Linked DNA regions of Mus musculus: all the other regions are linked to region 1. A link is a contact called in public Hi-C and promoter capture Hi-C data. All regions are on one chromosome and are shown on one strand. Each heading gives the region's core, a stretch centred on a gene start, on an enhancer-like site or on the middle of the called end of the contact. The rest is flanking DNA. Distances are from core to core; before and after follow the strand shown.

Region 1 (2,598 bases), core at 66-2,565:
CAGGAGCCAGGACTCAGGGATCTGTGACTGCGACCAACTTCGAGTACAGGAACCCATAGACTCCAGTTACGAGGTGGGCAAGCCCACTCGGGAAGACTTCCCTTATCAGATTCACTACCAATCCCCTCTCTTTCAGCCACTCCGGATTAGCTAATTACACCCCGTTTCCCCCTCCCCAGTGACCAAGAGTAATAAAGGAGAAAACAGGAAATCGTTCGCTCGGGGCACCCGGCTTTAAGGGTTCGGGCTTTAAGGGTTCGGGATCACTAATATCATCATCCTCATTTGTAATCAAGTCCTAAAAATGTACACCAACACCAATGCCCACCTCCAGGCCAGTGGGCTCCATCTGCCCCAAGAGTCCCTGTTAGTGGATTTTTTTTTTTCAACAACCCTCCCCGCCCCACGGTCTATCACTGACACCGGGCCTCGGCACAACCCATTACTCTCCGGCTCGGCTTGACCCAGACTACCAGACCCAGACACATGTCCACAAATGGCCCTGGAGGCCCCCAAGAGGACCACAGTCCATTCTGCCCCGCGCCCAGGAACATCGGCCGGGTCCCCCCCCAAACTGCACAGGCTGCGGGCGAGCGGCTCTGGAGGGGGGCCCGGAGCCCCGCGCCCCAGCCAGCCTCCCGCGACGGAGCCGCCCCCTCACCCGCAAGCAGGGAGTCTCCCGCCACCCCCCGGCCTCAGCCCCGGCCCCGGGCGCGAGCACCACAGCGGGCCCCGGGGTTCCGGGGTCCGGATGAGGGGACGCCGGGCACACAGACCTGGTGCAGGGCGGTGAGTCCGTCCACATTGGCGTAATTGATGTCGGCGCCGCGGTGCAGCAGCTTGAGGACCTCGTCCGTGTCGCCGCTGGAGCAGGCGGCGAGGAAGACGGCGCCATCGTCGAACTTCACCTTGGTCTTCTGGCGCTTCACCACGGGCGGCTCGAGGTCCGTCTCGGAGCCGATCCAGCGCTTCAGCTGCTCGTTCCGCTTCTGCTTCGCGTCCGCCATCTTCATCCCCTCTCCAGCCGCCGGCTCCTCTTATCGCGAGCTGGGGCGGGGGGGAAGGGGGCGGCGGCGGCGAGGGGACGCCGCCGGGGGGAGTATGCGACCGCGTCGGCGACAGAAAGAGAGAGAGAGAGAGAGAGAGGGGCCGGAGCGGAGCGGAGCCGCGAGCCGGGGAGGAGACGCTCGAGACTTCCAGTATCCCACAGAGCACTGGGGCGAGCCCGGCCGAGCGGGCCTCTCTTCCTACCACAGACGCCCTCCCGCCCCCGGCACGGCCGCCCGCCCGTCAGTCCGTCAGCCGCGGCCCGGCTGAGCGTAACTTCGCGAGATCGCGGCCGGGGAGGCGCCCTGCGGCCCAGTGCGCATGCGCGCTCCCGCCTCGGCCTGGGCCTCGGCTTCGGCCCGGCCCAGGAAGAGCTCGGGGGCCGAGCGCTGGCGGGGGCGCTACCGGAGGGAAGCGGGTGTGGCTCTGGCAGCCGGGGGCTGGGCCGCTCCTGGAAGGGAGGAGGCCGGGAAGGAAGGTTGTCTCGTCCGGCGGGACCGAGAGCTCTAGAGGCAGCCGGGTCGGGCGGCGAGGCGGGACCGGGCTGACCTGCCTGCCTCCTCCCGGGCTCGGCGGGCCGCGCGAGGCGTCTGCCCGGGGCGGAGGGTTTTCCTATTGGCTGCGTGATTTGAATGGAGAGGACACGGGTCGTGCATTAGGTGCTTGTGGGGGTTGCTCTTCCCGAGGAACTCGGGGGGAAACCCGGGCGATCCTGATGAGAGCGTTTTAAAAGTGGGGTCGGAGTCGTCTCCACGGCCCCGGTGGCATTGACCGAGGTGATCGCCTACTGGCAGGGGATGGTGACCTGCGGTTAATTGCAGTGGCTTCCTGCAAACACCCACTGCAGAAATGTCTTTCCTCTTAGGCTTGCTCAGTATTGTTGTTTTGTTTTTCCCCCGTCTTTAAGCCTGTTTTGATTTCTTCTTCCTCCATCGCTTTTCGGCCTGGGTGGCACTGCCCATGAGGGCTAGTTCAGCCTTGTTAACTGCTCCTGACCTTTTAAGGGATTTACGGTTTCAGCTCCATTGCTTTCTATGGAGTAAAGACCCGGCTGCGTCTAGAATTCAAAAGGAATGTGGACGAAGGCAGTTACTTCGACTGATATTTATCCAGTACATGTCTAAAAAGTCGTGACTTCCTAGGCTCTGAAAATACAGTAAATACGATTTATTTGAGCCCATTTCTTAAATTCTTGTGTTGCAAAGAACATCATAAGGAGATTTTAGCTTTGCCTTTTCTAAACACTCTCCCGTCCCATACACTTTAGATCTATAATGTCATAAAACCCTACCACTGGTCCTTTTTGGGAATCCTGTAGACTGTGAACCCCCCCACCCCCAAAGAAAATAGTTGCCTTGCCCCTAACCGCCTCCCAGTGCTGGGAATACAGCAGTGAAAAGTTATTTTCTTACTCTTCAGCATGTTGCCTTTCTGGTAGATTAGAATAACTGAGTAAAATATGCTGGGGGAACCACCTTATAGAACTGAATATTCTGAATTTCAATGTTAGGAATAGTAATAAAATCCAAGCTAAGATAAAACTACTTCCTT
Region 2 (2,598 bases), core at 73-2,572, 9.2 Mb before region 1:
CACATGTGTAGTACACAGACTGTATGCAGGCAAAACACCCCGATGTATAAAAAAGGAATTTAAAGAAATGTTTATTCAGATTAAGAGATTAGTCTCTGTGACTGCAACCAAGATTTTACAGACATCTCAAGCATAGATGTTTCTTTAGGTTTTTGATGATTTCAGACCAGTCTGCATCTGGTATTTTTGTTATTATTATTATTTTGGTTATTGTTTTGCTTTTTTGTTAATTTGTTTGGCAGGGTGGGGCTGGAAGTGAGAGCAGTCAGAGGTGCTGAGTAGATCAGAGGACTACTTAAGAGGATTTGGTTCGGTTCTCTCTACGCTCCTTGAGAGCGCTGTGGGAACTGAATTTATATCAAGCACACAGGCAGCTGAGTGACCTGGTGAGTTTTTGAACGGGAAGGAAAGAAATAGGTGGAGCCGTTGGAAATGGAGAGAGATCTCTGAATCATATATCGGCGTCAAAAGGTGTGCACTTTTACGAGCCATGTAACCCCAGTTAAATAACTTATGCTCTACGAGTCCTTAGTTCTCTCATCTGTAAAACGGGATGTTTGGACCTCAAGCCACCGTTTTAATTTCCCTTCTAGCTCAGCATTCTGAATCCAGGAGTTCGTTGATTTAGGATACATCTGCTCTGTTGTACGTGCTCTAAAAATGAGGATAGAATCCTTTGAACGATGGCTGGAGAAAACCTACAACAGAGATAAAAAGGTAAAAGCAAGGGCAATGGGGGAGGAAGGGGGAAGAGGAGGATGTGAAGGAAGGAGCGGAAAAGATGCTTACAACTGCATAAAGATAAGAGATGCAAATATGCTATATGCAAATAACTCAAAAAATTCAGTTGTCTGAAGAAGCAAGAATAAGACATTGGCCAGGACATCATATCTCGCTTTTAATTGCGTACACATAACTCTCATCTCTCGAAACCTTGGAAGCAAAAAAAAAAAAAAAAAGTAGGAAAAAAATGAAAACGCAAATATATAAATATCTATCTCTCTCTATATAGATGTATATATATCTATATCTCTCACTAGATAGATCTCTCATCTATAGATATGTAGATAGATAAATAGTGCCAGAAGCAGTTTGAAAAGACAGTCTCTGAAAACAAGCGGGTTCCATGGCATGCGGTATGGCGGGGTAGCACAGGAAATCACGCCCCTGCCCCAGCCGCGGCTTAATCCTGCACACAAAGGAACGAGTTAGCGCCTCGGAACCGCCGCGGACCTTCGGCGGGGTCCCCCGTCACCAGCAGCGGGCCGCTGCGCCCTGGTCTCCGCCCCTCGGAAGTGACGTAGGGCGCCCCGCCCCCACCGCCAGATCCGCTGCTGCTGCCTCGGCGGGCCGACCTGCAGGAGGCGGCGGCGGCGGCGGCCGAGGCCGAGGGAAGATGGCGGACGGTGTGGACCACATAGACATTTACGCGGATGTGGGTGAAGAGTTCAACCAGGTACGTGAGGGTCCGGGCTCCGCCGCCGCCGCCGCCGCAGACTGTGCCGCGGCCCGGACGCCCGGCTGACCAGGGCCGCCGCGGGCCGCGAGCCGGCTTCGCTGCAGACCGTGCGCCCTTGGCGCCTCCGGGCCGCGCCGCCGTGCGCGACGGCCCCTCAGCCCTTGTTCTCGCGCGTCGTTTTGCGGGCCGCGGGGCTCTGGAGCGCGGGGCCCGGTCGCCCTGCAGCCGCCCGCCCGGTTCCTCCGGACGGTCTCCCGCTCCATTGTTGGCTCGGTGGCGGGCGCTTCCCGCCGAGCTAGGCCGCGTGTGCGGGGCGGGGAGAACGGGCCGCCGCGCCCCCTCCCCCGCGGCCGGCCAGAGGGGAAGCCCTGGCCCGGCCGCGCGCTCGCCCGCCGCCTCCATCCCGGCCCTGCCGCCTCGGGTTCCGATTCCTCCTCCCGCCGCTCCATTTTGTGTCTCTGTCCGCGCACGGTCGCCTCATGGAAGGCCGCGTTCACAGCCCTTTGTATCCCGCGCGCCCGCTCTCCCTGGGCTCCCGCTCGCCTTTGCGACGGGTTTCGGCGTGGCGCCCGGTTCCTTGCTCGCCGGTCCCCTTAAGGGAAGGCTGCTTAGGTTTGGTTCCATCCGCAACAAGTCATCTGACTTTTGGAGCCACCGATCGCATTTAAAAGTCGGTGCGTCGGCCCGCCTTGGTCATCGAGGGTTTGCAGTGCCTCCGAGGCCCAGTCCTTGGCCTTTGTGAAGCGAAATATCGGAGAGGATAAATGGCTTGCGCCAAAGACTTGGGAGCGCGGTGGCTGGACAGAACAAAAAAGATGGTGGTATCCTAGCTTAACAGACCGGAGAGACTGAAAGGGAGACCGGCCACTCGGAATCGGAATCCTGGGTAGCGTGCCTGACAAGTCGTTGTGAACGTGACTGTAGTTTGAAAGCGAAGTGTTTGCCCTGTGGGCTCGACTTCACGGTTTGAAAGGCTGGAGAAAGTGAGACGTGTAAGGTTTTCCGGTCTCACCCGCCTGGGATGCCTAGAACCAGCGTCTCATGATGAATAAATATCCTTGGAAGGGTCTGCTTGCCAGGGTTTGGATCGTCTAGCCTCTTACTGCCCTCTAAATATTTTTTTTTTTTTAGTGCATTTC
Region 3 (2,598 bases), core at 52-2,551, 8.9 Mb after region 1:
AGAAAAGCAATCTTGTAACCGGAGAAGCTGTAGTAATTTACAGCTAGTGAGAAGCACAAAGAACACTATGGACAGGCACCCTAGGAACCCCCGGCAGTGGTAGAAGCACGCTTCAATGCGCACCTTTAGGAACACTACCCGCTGCTTACCCTGGGAACACTTATTCTCCTGAATCTGGAAATGCACAAGATTACTTTTCTTAATATTTCGAGGAGCTGCGAGGTGCCAAGCTGCACCCTGAACTACGTTTCCAGCTCTTGTGAACCTTAATCCTACACCTACCCAAAGAAAGGTGCCTGATTAACCCTTGAAGGAGAAGCTACCACGGTGGCCCAGCTAGCTCCCCTAAGCGCAATGCAAGCGGCGATCGCTACCTCGCTAACATTTTCCCCAGCCTGCAGTCCCAGCCCGGAGCCCTGCACCCGGGGCGCACAACATACCTTCCAGGTAGAACGCCCGGCAGCCCTCGTCTTTGAGTTTCTTGAGCAGCAGCCCGAGGACCGACTCTCCACCAGTGTTCTCATTCCAGTCGCTGCTATTCTCGTCGTACAGCACCACGGTGTCGGTGCCGCAGCGCCTGGTAAAGCGGTCCCGGTCCTCGCAGCGCGTGAAGAGCGCACGCACGGGCAGGTTGCCCTTCTGCAGACGCCGCAGCATGATGCCGGGGATGGCCACATTAATGGCAGATTCGATGTGTGACGACTCGTACAGCTCCTGTGGTCGGCAGTCCATCAGCAGAAGCCGTTCGTTGCCCAGCTCCAGCTGCTCGTTGAGCCACGACACCGTCTTGCAGATCGCCATTTCCGACGCGAAGGGCACGGGTCTGAGCGTATCTATCATGGGGGTCGAGCTGCAGGAGAAGGCGGGGTGCCTAGCAGACGCCCCTCGAGGCAGGCATAGGCCGAGCACGCTGCGCGAAGCTCCCGCTCTCGGAGCGGGGTTTGATTCCGCCTCGCCTTTCCCAAGCCGAGGCTAGCGGTTAGGGAAAGCGACACAGAAGTCAAGTCGGTGGTCCCTCTGCACCAGATCACTCTCCGAGTCAATGAATCTCTCTCTCTGAATGAAGGTGCCCAGTTTTGTTCCTACCCAGTGAATGAAATCCAATTAATTCGGACTCCGTGCCACTGAGAGGAGAAAAAGGGAAAAGAAAAAAAGTCTAGCGGCTCTTAATCCTTCCCTCTGAGGCTGCACCTCGGATCCAACCCGGTGTTTCTCGCCGGATTATTCAAGACTGGGTTTGCTCACAGTCCCTAGGACTCCGCGAGAGCACACCCCCTGTGCGAGGCAGCTCCTCAATGGATACAAACAGCCAGCGTCTCAATGGATACATTCTCTCGGTCAGCCAATGAGCGCGCTGCGGAAGGGGCTGTTGCCGTGGGGACGGGCCGGCTGGAACAGGTTGTGTTGATGAATTGTTAATGAGTTTGTCATTCACAAAAACGGAAAGGAATTTCCGCTCCGGATAAGCCCCAGTGCAAACAAGCTGCAACTGCGGGCTCGGCGGGAGGAAGGAGAAAGAAGAGGAGGCGGCGGTGGAGGAGGAGCAGGGCACATAAACCAGGGCACTAAAGTTGTCTCGTGTTTCCTTCTGTTTAGAGTTCACACTTCGCGTCTAACTCTTGCGCACCAGTAGTGCAATTAGCAAGCACAAAAGCCCTTATTCGCGACGCTTACAATCTTAAGTTAGCCTTAATAAAACTTGAGGGGTTTTCCCCCTTTTTAATTCTCTTTAACGCTAGATCCAAGCCCGCCATAGCGCCGCCCCTGCTCCCCCACCCCCAACCCGGTCCTCCTTTAGATCGTGTGTGGCATTTGTTTGGCTCTTTTAAAAGTCTAGTTCTGTTTGTTCTAATGTCCTTTTAGGCGAGGCTGTGTTGGGACTGGTGGACTGCCTGGGCTTTAGCGACCCAACGAAGTGTTAAATGCTAATCCAACATCTCTAGAAACAAACTAGTGTTTTGTTGAAACATTTTAAAGCAACTAAGCAAACAAGCGTTTGGTTGTCCAGAAAACCAGAAGCGCCCCAACCCCGGGCTTTCTCAACTTTCTTGGCGGCAGCGGAGGGGGGGGGGCGGGTGGTGTAAGCACCCAAAACCTTGTCAGCTATCCCTGCACTTTTCTTCTGCTCCGGTGAAGTGGGGGCATTCTGAGCCATTGTTCCGGAGATCTTGCTCCCCACCACCATCACCGGTCACCCATCGAGCCTGGGGAGTCGAGCTCCTTTAACGATCTGGAGCCAAGAGCAGAGTTTGGTTTCTAAGAGGAACCGGTCTGGCAAGGCAGCCTAGGTTAGGTGCCTGGGACGACAGGCCTCACCAACGTTTCCTGCACCCCGGAGACCTGCAAGCCTGCGGGAACTCAAGCGTAAACAGTGGCGGTTGTGGACAGAGGCCGGTCCCCTATCCTTTCTAGGCTGCAGCGGTCCCCGGGCCCCGCAAGGAGCACGCTAGCAGCTCCAAACGCGCTTGCGCGCTGCGCTTTGGCCGCAGCATTGCTGCTCTGGGGGATGGGGGGGGGGGGGCAGGACACGCGACGACCCCGTGATCGCTTGTAAGGCCGTCGCGGAACCGTCGCCTAGTGAGAGACCTGGAGCGGAAA
Region 4 (2,598 bases), core at 52-2,551, 7.2 Mb before region 1:
AACAGTAAGAATTACAGAGGAAAACTTTACGAACTCTAAAGTCAGGACGTAATAAAAGTAACAGTATTCCTCCAGATGTTTGAGTACTTCTTTTCCTTAATAATCTAAGTCGATTTCCTGTTAAATACGAAATCCCAGGGCTTGCAAAAAAGAAACAAACAAACAAATAGACAAACAAAACTTGGGCTGTTGGTGTCCTGTTTAAAAACCCAGACTGTATTTCATTTCCCTAGCTGACCCGAATCCATGACACAGTCCTATCCAAAAGCAAAAGGCACCCATTCAGTCAAACAGCCTACGAAAATAGCGGTGGAGTGCGGCCCGTGACAACCGCCGACGAACGGGGGAGAGAAATGAGTGGTTCTGAAAAGTTAAAAAACTCCGGGACCTAGCCATGACGCCAAAGGGAGCTCCGGCGACACACCCAGGGCGGACCGCCACGTTAAGGATACAGCTCTTGCGGGGTGGAGAGGGTTCTCGCCAGCTCTGGCTGCTGCCGAATCCGGATCCCGCTCCTCCTGATCCTCCTCCTCCAGGAGGTCTGCACCCCGGCTTGCCTCCTCGCTCCCCCACTCCTCGCCCCCGACTCCAGCGACTCCCACCCCGGTAAGGCCTGCTGCCTCGAAAGCGGAAACGGTCCAGGGCGATGTGGCTCCGCTCCCAGAAGGACGGCCGGGGGCTGCTTTCCGACAGGGACCCCGACGGCATCCGCCCTGGGGGCGGGTGAGTCCGGAACGGTTCTTTGGGTCGGTAGCTGCTGGGTCCCCTGAGCTGGCCCCGCTCGGCCGGGTGCCGTGAGCGTGAGAAATTCCTCAGCTGCTGCTGGGAGGACGACGAGGAGGACGAGGAGCCGCCGCCGCCTCCCCCGGATCCACCGCCCCGGGCCGGGGGAGGAGGCCGCCGCCGCGGGTACGGTAACAGCCCGCCGCCGCTGCTGCTGCTGCTGCTGCTCCGGCTCCGGCTGTTGTCGTCGTCGCTGATCTCCCCGTCTTCGAGCTCCCCTTCTTCCTTCGGCGAGAGGCCGCTAGAGGCCGGGGTCGAAGGATCGGCGGCGGCCGCCATCCGGAGTGCAGCGCTGGCCACACGACCTGAAGCCCTCCGGCCGGGGACCGCCCGACCGCCGCCTGCCTTCCCCTTCCTCCTCCGCCCTCTGTCCTAACGGACCCGGCGGGCGCGGCCTTTCCCGTGCTCGGACGCCCGGCAGGTTCTGCTCCCCAACTTCCCCGCACCCCAGATCGCTCTCTCTCGCTCGTCGGACCGTCGCTCGCCAGTTCCCTCTCCTAGCGCCCCCTTGCTGCTCTTCCGCCTCGCGAGAAAGCCTCTGTAGAAGGAGGCCGGGTCCCGAGCGTCATTTCCTGCGGCACGCCGGAAGGCGACCCTCCGAGTCTTGCGAGACAGGAAGCGCCCACCCCCATGTCCGCCGCGGTGCTGGCTGGGATTTGTAGTCTCCTCTTGCTCCAGGCTTCGCCCTTGTGTCCCTGCAGTCTTAACTGTCCCCTAGCATCCCGTCCGAGGTGGCAGGCGGGGAAGGAAGGGGTTAGTGTCTGGGTTGCGGACATGCTCTTTCAGCCGCAGACCTGAGTTTCAGAGTCATTAGTCGGTGGGGAAGACATCTGCCATCTTCTCATTCATTGCTAGGGGGCCCCCGTCTGAGACGCTGGACCTAGTCTCTTTGGGACCCCGGGAGGTAGGGGAGGGCGGGGAGCGGGTGTGGCCGCCATGTTGGTGAAGGCGACTGTCTGCGCCCGGAGCTCCGGCACGTTGGCTCTGCAGGCCTAAGCCCGCCATATTAATAAAGAGACAGGAGAGTGGGCCCTCCCTCCCACCCCGGTACTGTGCACGCCCCTCTGCCCTCCCCGCGCTCTGCACCGAGCTGGCGGCGCGGGGTCGCCTGCCTCGTTTGTCTAGCGTTTGACAGAAGCTTGCTTAGCGGGCAGCGCCTCCGAAGTGGCGTAAGGTGGCGCCGAATGAGGGGCCCGGGGAAATGCCGACCAATTGCGCCGCGGCGGGCTGTGCTGCTACCTACAACAAGCACATTAACATCAGCTTCCACAGGTAAACCTGGGAGGGGAGCGGGGTGACGGAAACGGGAGCCTAGGCAGTCTTGAGTCTCGGTCGTGTCAGAAGAACAAGGTCCTCTGACTTTGGTCACTTGCCCAGCTGCGAAGAGCAAGGGGAGCCTCGCTCTTGTCCTTTGTGTGTGGGTCCGCACATCTGGAAACATTTGCTCCTTTTCCGAGGAAAGTTTACCAAATTTGAAAAAAAAAAAAGAAAGAAAGGAAGAAAAGAAAAAGAAACCCGAGTTACTATGCCTTGCATTAAAAAGTGATGAGTATACCTTTATTTTCTACTCTTTTATTTTTTATATCTTAGACCATGCCTTAAGAAGAATGACGCCATAAGGGTTCAAACCAACAAATCACTTTAGAAGCCTGCTGAGTTCGAGTTAAGATTAGGCAATTTTCACTACTGGAATTGACGTGGGAAACATTTCTAATAGTCACACATGGTAACTGAGTCAATCTAATTAAGCAATGTTTATCAAAGAGCAAATAGAAACTCTCTCTTGAACAGAATCACGCACTCACACACAGGTTG
Region 5 (2,598 bases), core at 48-2,547, 7.2 Mb before region 1:
GCAAGTTACATCACAAATTCTTTTCCTATTTGCATTATTATTGTAAATATTATCATTATTATTATTACTGAAATGGTGTCTTGCTATGTAGCTCCAATTAGCTTAGAGCTCACAATTCAAAAGAGGCTGGCCTTGAACTTAAAGGTAATGTCTCTGATTTCTTGTCTGACTTCTTGTCACACGTCAATGTCGGATGCTCCTTTCTACTTCACGGCTCTCCTTTTTGCCGAAGATACTCCTAACAAAAGGCAGCTTTCTCCAGGAAGCTCTTCTAGGACGCTAACTCAGCTAGCTTCCCATGTATCTTTGTAAAACATTCTGAATTGCTTCTCCTTAAAAAGCATGCAGTGTGTAAATTGCGCATGCGTTGTTTCCTTGGTTAAAAATGTAAGCTCTCTGAGGACAGAGACATTGTATCTAATGCGACACAGAGAATGGCAAGCATTGGCTACATTCACGCCCTCGTTGAATGAACGAATGAGCTGCCTTTAAGTTGAAGTGTAAAATTAGTCTGATGAGATGAAAGTTTATTTTAAGTGACACCAAACTACAAAATTTCAGAAATACCAGGTTGCTTTCTTGGAAAGTGTATTTCATGAAATAAAATGGAAACACAGGAAGAAAAAATAAGCAATCGTCCAATAAACCAGACCCATCAAAGTGGACTCAGCATAGACAGAAATCCTGGGGAACCAGGAGTGATGACTGATGATGGGACCGCATTTATTCTTAGCCTGGGCTTTTAGGGCTGGAAACGGAGAGAAGTTAAGTCTTCTGCAATCCTTGCTCTTAAACCTACAACCGAATCGGAATTCCACCGAGTGTGGCAAGCAGCGATAAAGAAGGCGCACCATTGTTAGGAAATATCTCGGTGAGGAAGTGAGTAAGAGGGATGGAAGGATGTGGGAAGGTCTGGGTGGTCAGGGAAGCCTTTCCGGTTTAAGCTGAGACCTGGACGATGACTCGAGGACCTGGCCGTGTGGACGAACTGTAAAGTTCATGAGCCCGGATTTGTGCGCCCAGAGAAAGAGACTCAAGGGCACCTTGGCCGGACTTTGCGTGTGATGACCCCTGGTGTGATGGCTATCCGCTTTGGGACCATTCCTCGGGCCGGGCGATCATGTCCTGTATTCTATTCCATCAGAGTGGGGTCAGATCGCAAAGATCAGCTCCTTCCCACCGCAGGATTCCCGGGATGCTGAGCCGGTTCGTGCGGACGCGGAAACAGGCCCAGGCTCGCCCGCCGCCGACTCCGCCCACCGCGGTCACGTGACGAGGGGTGTGACGTAGGAGGAAGGAGACGCCATTAGAGGGAGGAGAGGCAGCTCTCCCCTAGCCTCGGGTCCCTGACGTGGTGGCCGGGGCCCTTCATTCTGGGACTTTCTCTCGGCCCTCGCAGGCCTCGCCCGCGGAAGGACGCGGCGAGCACCGGGCTCGGCGGGGCGTGAAAGAGCCGGGCCCGGGAGGAGCGGGCGCCCCGGCGGCGGCGGTGCGGGGTTCGGCGCGGCGCTGGGCTCGGGCGGCGGGGTAGCGGCGGCGGGATGGCTGCGGCCGGCGGCGGGGCGGCGGCGGCGGCGGGCCGAGCCTACTCCTTCAAGGTGGTGCTGCTCGGGGAAGGCTGCGTGGGGAAGACGTCGCTGGTGCTGCGCTACTGCGAGAACAAGTTCAACGACAAGCACATCACCACCCTGCAGGTGCAGACCCCGGGGAGCCGGGCTGGGGACCCGCGCCCGCTCCTCTGCCTCTGGCCTGTCAAACCCCCTTCCCTGCCTTCCCATTGCCTTTTGCAATCGCTTTGGGGACCCGCGGGCCTCAGCACACGGTAGATGTCAAGACCCACAGTGGGGAGGGAGAGGACCCGGAAAAGTCCCCAGTTGCCGGTGGAGGCTGCGCAGGTCGGGGAGTCCCCCGGTCTGCGTGCTGGTTTTCCCCTCTGATGGGCTTCGGCTGGGGACACCAGGTGTTTTCACTCTGTGGTCTCCGAGACCATCAGCCCTTCTTCTTTCTTCGCCAAGTAGGAACTCGGATACGGATTAGAATTTGCGAACGAGGTGGTTTGTAACTTCCAGAGCGTACTGATGACTAAGTGTTTATGCAAGTTCCATTTTGTCCTGCTTTCAAAGTAAATGGAGTGGTAAAACACCCGTCGTTGGAGGGTTTTTTTGTTTTTGTTTTAAACGACTGTTTGCTGCTTGTCGGTTACCCCGTTTCTTTGCAGCCTTCTTGTGTCCGGACGTGTGGCTTCCTTATTCTTTGGGGTTTGATCTTATCCGCGTTGAAACATCGTGTTGCGTAGTGGCCAGCAATCGGTCTTCAAACTAAAAAAAAAAAATCTAGGCACTGCTGCTACACGTTTTCTTTACTGTCAGGCCATAAAACGCTGGCTTTCTTCTACAGTTCCATTGGAAGTGTGGAAGTGTTACAATGTAATTGAAAGTGAAACCAGGCCATTGAAGGATCTGCGATCTCCCTGGTCTCCTTAAAAAAAAAAATCAGTTTGCATGTGTTCGAAGGAATTTATCTATTAACATGTCTTGATCAGACTGTCCAGAGGCTAAAAAAGCTAGTGATCTTGAGTTTGGGCGTCTGGATCCATAT
Region 6 (2,598 bases), core at 48-2,547, 7.1 Mb before region 1:
AAGTTTTGACAATATAGTGAGGTTTCTCCTTTAACCACATTACTCCATCCTTCTGAGATAGCAGAAGAATCTAGTTTTGATTATTCAGACTCCGGTTACTACCCACAATCAGTTGGCTTGGGGAAGTCTGGTCTACTGATAAGCCCCTGTGCTCTCTCGCTGTCAACTCACTGCGCTCTTGCTTCCTTAATGGCTGGCAGATGCGTTGCTTTACCGAGCAGTGAGAACTTGGGCACTGGGATCTAGGGCTTGCTTGGAATCTCTGATATTTGGTGGTCAGAGTCCCTCCTGGGGCTAAGCATGCATTCTCCTGTAAGACTTAGGCACCTCCCTCCCCGATTAGATTCCTGATACTCACAGAACCTGCAGATCACGTTTTTCTGCTGTTACCTCAGGCAGCCTGAAAAGGCTCTAACTCAGCGGGCAGGCACGACTCTTGTGTGGGTGAAACGACACTTTTACAGGGGTCTCTTAAGGCTATAGGAAAATACAGATACTTTACGGTTCATAATAGCAGTAATGTTACAGTTATGAAGTAGTAACAAAAACAACTTTTTGGTTGGGGTGGGGTCCGCACCAAAACATGAGAAACTGTATTAAAGGGTCGCAGCATTAGGTAGGTGGAGAACTATTGCTAACTGCTCTAAGATGTCAATTTTATTGTGTACCGGAGCTAAGTCTCAGGGTGCTGCGCTGAGAAGGAATTAGATTTTGAACTTAATAGTTTACCGATCTGTTTCCAAACATGGGGGAGATCCGTATGGCCATACATGATCCTTTACATGCAGATGCTTGGGTGAATTTTAGGAATTGAAATCATAACCACTAAGCTGTGGAGGCACCCTGAACTCTGGAGCGATAAAGGGCCTTGTAGTAACTACAGTTCCTATAAAAATACCATGCTCAAGGTCATGCGTGAGTGACAGCAACAATACTCATGTTCAGAATCCTCTAATATCAAGGGGAAAAGTCTCTGCGTGTATTAGCTCCAGGGCTGATGTTCAAGGCGATTCCAATTTTACCGTGACTTATTTAAAGCAAGAAAGCTGTGGCATCGTGTTCTGGGTCTAAACAAGGTGCTCCTTCCATCACACCCAAGAGACTCGCCAGCCGTTCCCCAAGTTAAAAGTGCCACGCCCGAGCAAACTTCAAAAGCCGTAGACTTCTATTTAAAATGTGGGGGAAGCACGCGCACGCGCAGTACGGCACGACGGCTCCACCCTCTTAGCATCCTCACCACGCATGCGCCTAACTGCTGTTCCCGCTCCTCCCCGCCCCTTTCCCGCCCGGATGTTATTTTAGCCCGACCGGATGTTGTTGTGAGTCCGAGAGCCACGTGAGGTTGTGCTACGTCATCACCAGGCACGCGCGGGGGAACATGGCGGCGGCGGGTGTTGTGAGCGGGAAGGTGAGTAACGGCACCGGCTGGTGCGGGTGCTCCTGACCGGTGGCCTGCGGCTGGCGGGCGGGCGGGCGGCCGCCGAGGGGCAGGCGAGCCAGGTCGGCTTCAGAGGAGACCGGCGTGTGACAGCGAAGGGGCTCCGCGGGGTGCGAGCTGCCCCTCCGGGGTGCTGGCTGGGTGAGCGCGGGGTTAGACGGTTCCTGCTCCCAGGCGGTGCAGGCCTGGGCGTTTGTCCCCGGCTCTGCCCCGCAGCGCGGATCCTTTCGGGGACCCCTGAATCCGTTCCTTCCCCCTGTGACTCTGGTTCTTTACGTCTGCCCTTCCGACCGTAAAACCTTCTCTTGTAAAAAGCCTTTGGCCACCCTGGCTTGCTTGGCTCTCTGTCGTCTTTGGGGGAAGGCGTCGAGTCACCATGCAGAGGAGCTGACCAGGAGCTCTGCAACTCTGTCCTCAGAGCTTGGGGTCCTGTTCGAAAAATTACCCAGATGGTTAATGGTTGCGGGCGTTAGGTTGGGAACTGGCGATTGACACCGCGCTGGGCTCATCTAGAAAAGCCTTTATGAAAACGTTTGTTTCCTAGATGTCTTCGGGGGCGTTTCTGTGTGTGGGTGTCTGCCCTGCTGTTTTACAGGAGGCTCTGTCAGTGACACCCTCACAGTGGGCTAGGAACCACCATTAGGTACGGAGATTAGATTAGATTAGCAGTTTATATGCAGAGAGACAGCTTGTGCGAATATAGGGTTATCTGCTTCATGCGATGCACCTGACTGCGTTTCCCAGTGGCGAGTTATTTCGCAAACGTCAGTGACCGGCTGGTAATGACTCAGAGCACTAAGACCTGTTTACTTGTTGCAGATAGCTTCCGCTGTTCCTTCAGTTCCACGTAGTATGTTTCGCTGCTTTTCTCCTCGTTTTGAACTTGACAGCGTTTGTGCAGATTTAGATTGTGGAATAACAAATACCGGCCTTATCTTCGGTGCAGATCTGAATTGTGACCTTGGGAAATTGGATAATTGAGGCTTCTCTGTTCTTCGTCTTTATCTGCAGAACGGAAGGGATGCCGGGCATCCTGTATTGGAGTGCTTAGGGGTAGACGCAACAGAAGCGCTTATACGTTACGTAGTCTTGCTCTTTCGAAAAATTGGTTGGGCATCCTTTTAGGGTATACTTATATCCTTGCCCTTTTAAAATATTTT

What was found. Promoter capture Hi-C pulls out the DNA fragments that hold promoters and counts their contacts. A called contact is a pair of places that touch in the nucleus more often than the background predicts.
Region 2: a promoter capture Hi-C map of 3T3-L1-derived adipocytes shows a contact between it and region 1, with 2.7 times the contacts expected there. The contact joins the promoter of Cpsf6 here to the promoter of Ppp1r12a in region 1. A contact is called at or near these places in 2 of 39 promoter capture datasets (the 3T3-L1 cell line and 3T3-L1-derived adipocytes).
Region 3: a contact with region 1 is called in a Hi-C map of B cells, with 5 read pairs. The contact joins the promoter of Dusp6 here to the promoter of Ppp1r12a in region 1.
Region 4: a contact with region 1 is called in a promoter capture Hi-C map of pre-B cells. The contact joins the promoter of Zfc3h1 here to the promoter of Ppp1r12a in region 1. A contact is called at or near these places in 1 of 39 promoter capture datasets (pre-B cells) and 1 of 484 Hi-C or Micro-C datasets (pre-B cells).
Region 5: a contact with region 1 is called in a promoter capture Hi-C map of pre-B cells. The contact joins the promoter of Rab21 here to the promoter of Ppp1r12a in region 1.
Region 6: a promoter capture Hi-C map of pre-B cells shows a contact between it and region 1. The contact joins the promoter of Tbc1d15 here to the promoter of Ppp1r12a in region 1.

Annotation. Positions count from the first base shown.
Region 1 is chr10:108,160,815-108,163,412 of GRCm38.p6, reverse strand. Ppp1r12a (protein phosphatase 1, regulatory subunit 12A) reads right to left here and starts at 1,315. Exons shown (of 25, transcript NM_001368736.1): 1 at 777-1,315. The coding sequence starts at 1,013.
Region 2 is chr10:117,375,697-117,378,294 of GRCm38.p6, reverse strand. It overlaps Cpsf6 (cleavage and polyadenylation specific factor 6), which reads left to right and starts at 1,322. Exons shown (of 10, transcript NM_001013391.2): 1 at 1,322-1,456. The coding sequence starts at 1,397.
Region 3 is chr10:99,261,934-99,264,531 of GRCm38.p6, reverse strand. Dusp6 (dual specificity phosphatase 6) reads right to left here and starts at 1,301. Exons shown (of 3, transcript NM_026268.3): 1 at 441-1,301. The coding sequence starts at 840.
Region 4 is chr10:115,383,662-115,386,259 of GRCm38.p6, reverse strand. It overlaps Zfc3h1 (zinc finger, C3H1-type containing), which reads right to left and starts at 1,301. Exons shown (of 35, transcript NM_001033261.2): 1 at 453-1,301. The coding sequence starts at 1,062. It overlaps Thap2 (THAP domain containing, apoptosis associated protein 2), which reads left to right and starts at 1,825. Exons shown (of 3, transcript NM_025780.4): 1 at 1,825-2,055. The coding sequence starts at 1,985.
Region 5 is chr10:115,314,290-115,316,887 of GRCm38.p6, reverse strand. Rab21 (RAB21, member RAS oncogene family) reads left to right here and starts at 1,297. Exons shown (of 7, transcript NM_024454.1): 1 at 1,297-1,694. The coding sequence starts at 1,542.
Region 6 is chr10:115,250,192-115,252,789 of GRCm38.p6, reverse strand. It overlaps Tbc1d15 (TBC1 domain family, member 15), which reads left to right and starts at 1,297. Exons shown (of 17, transcript NM_025706.3): 1 at 1,297-1,408. The coding sequence starts at 1,379.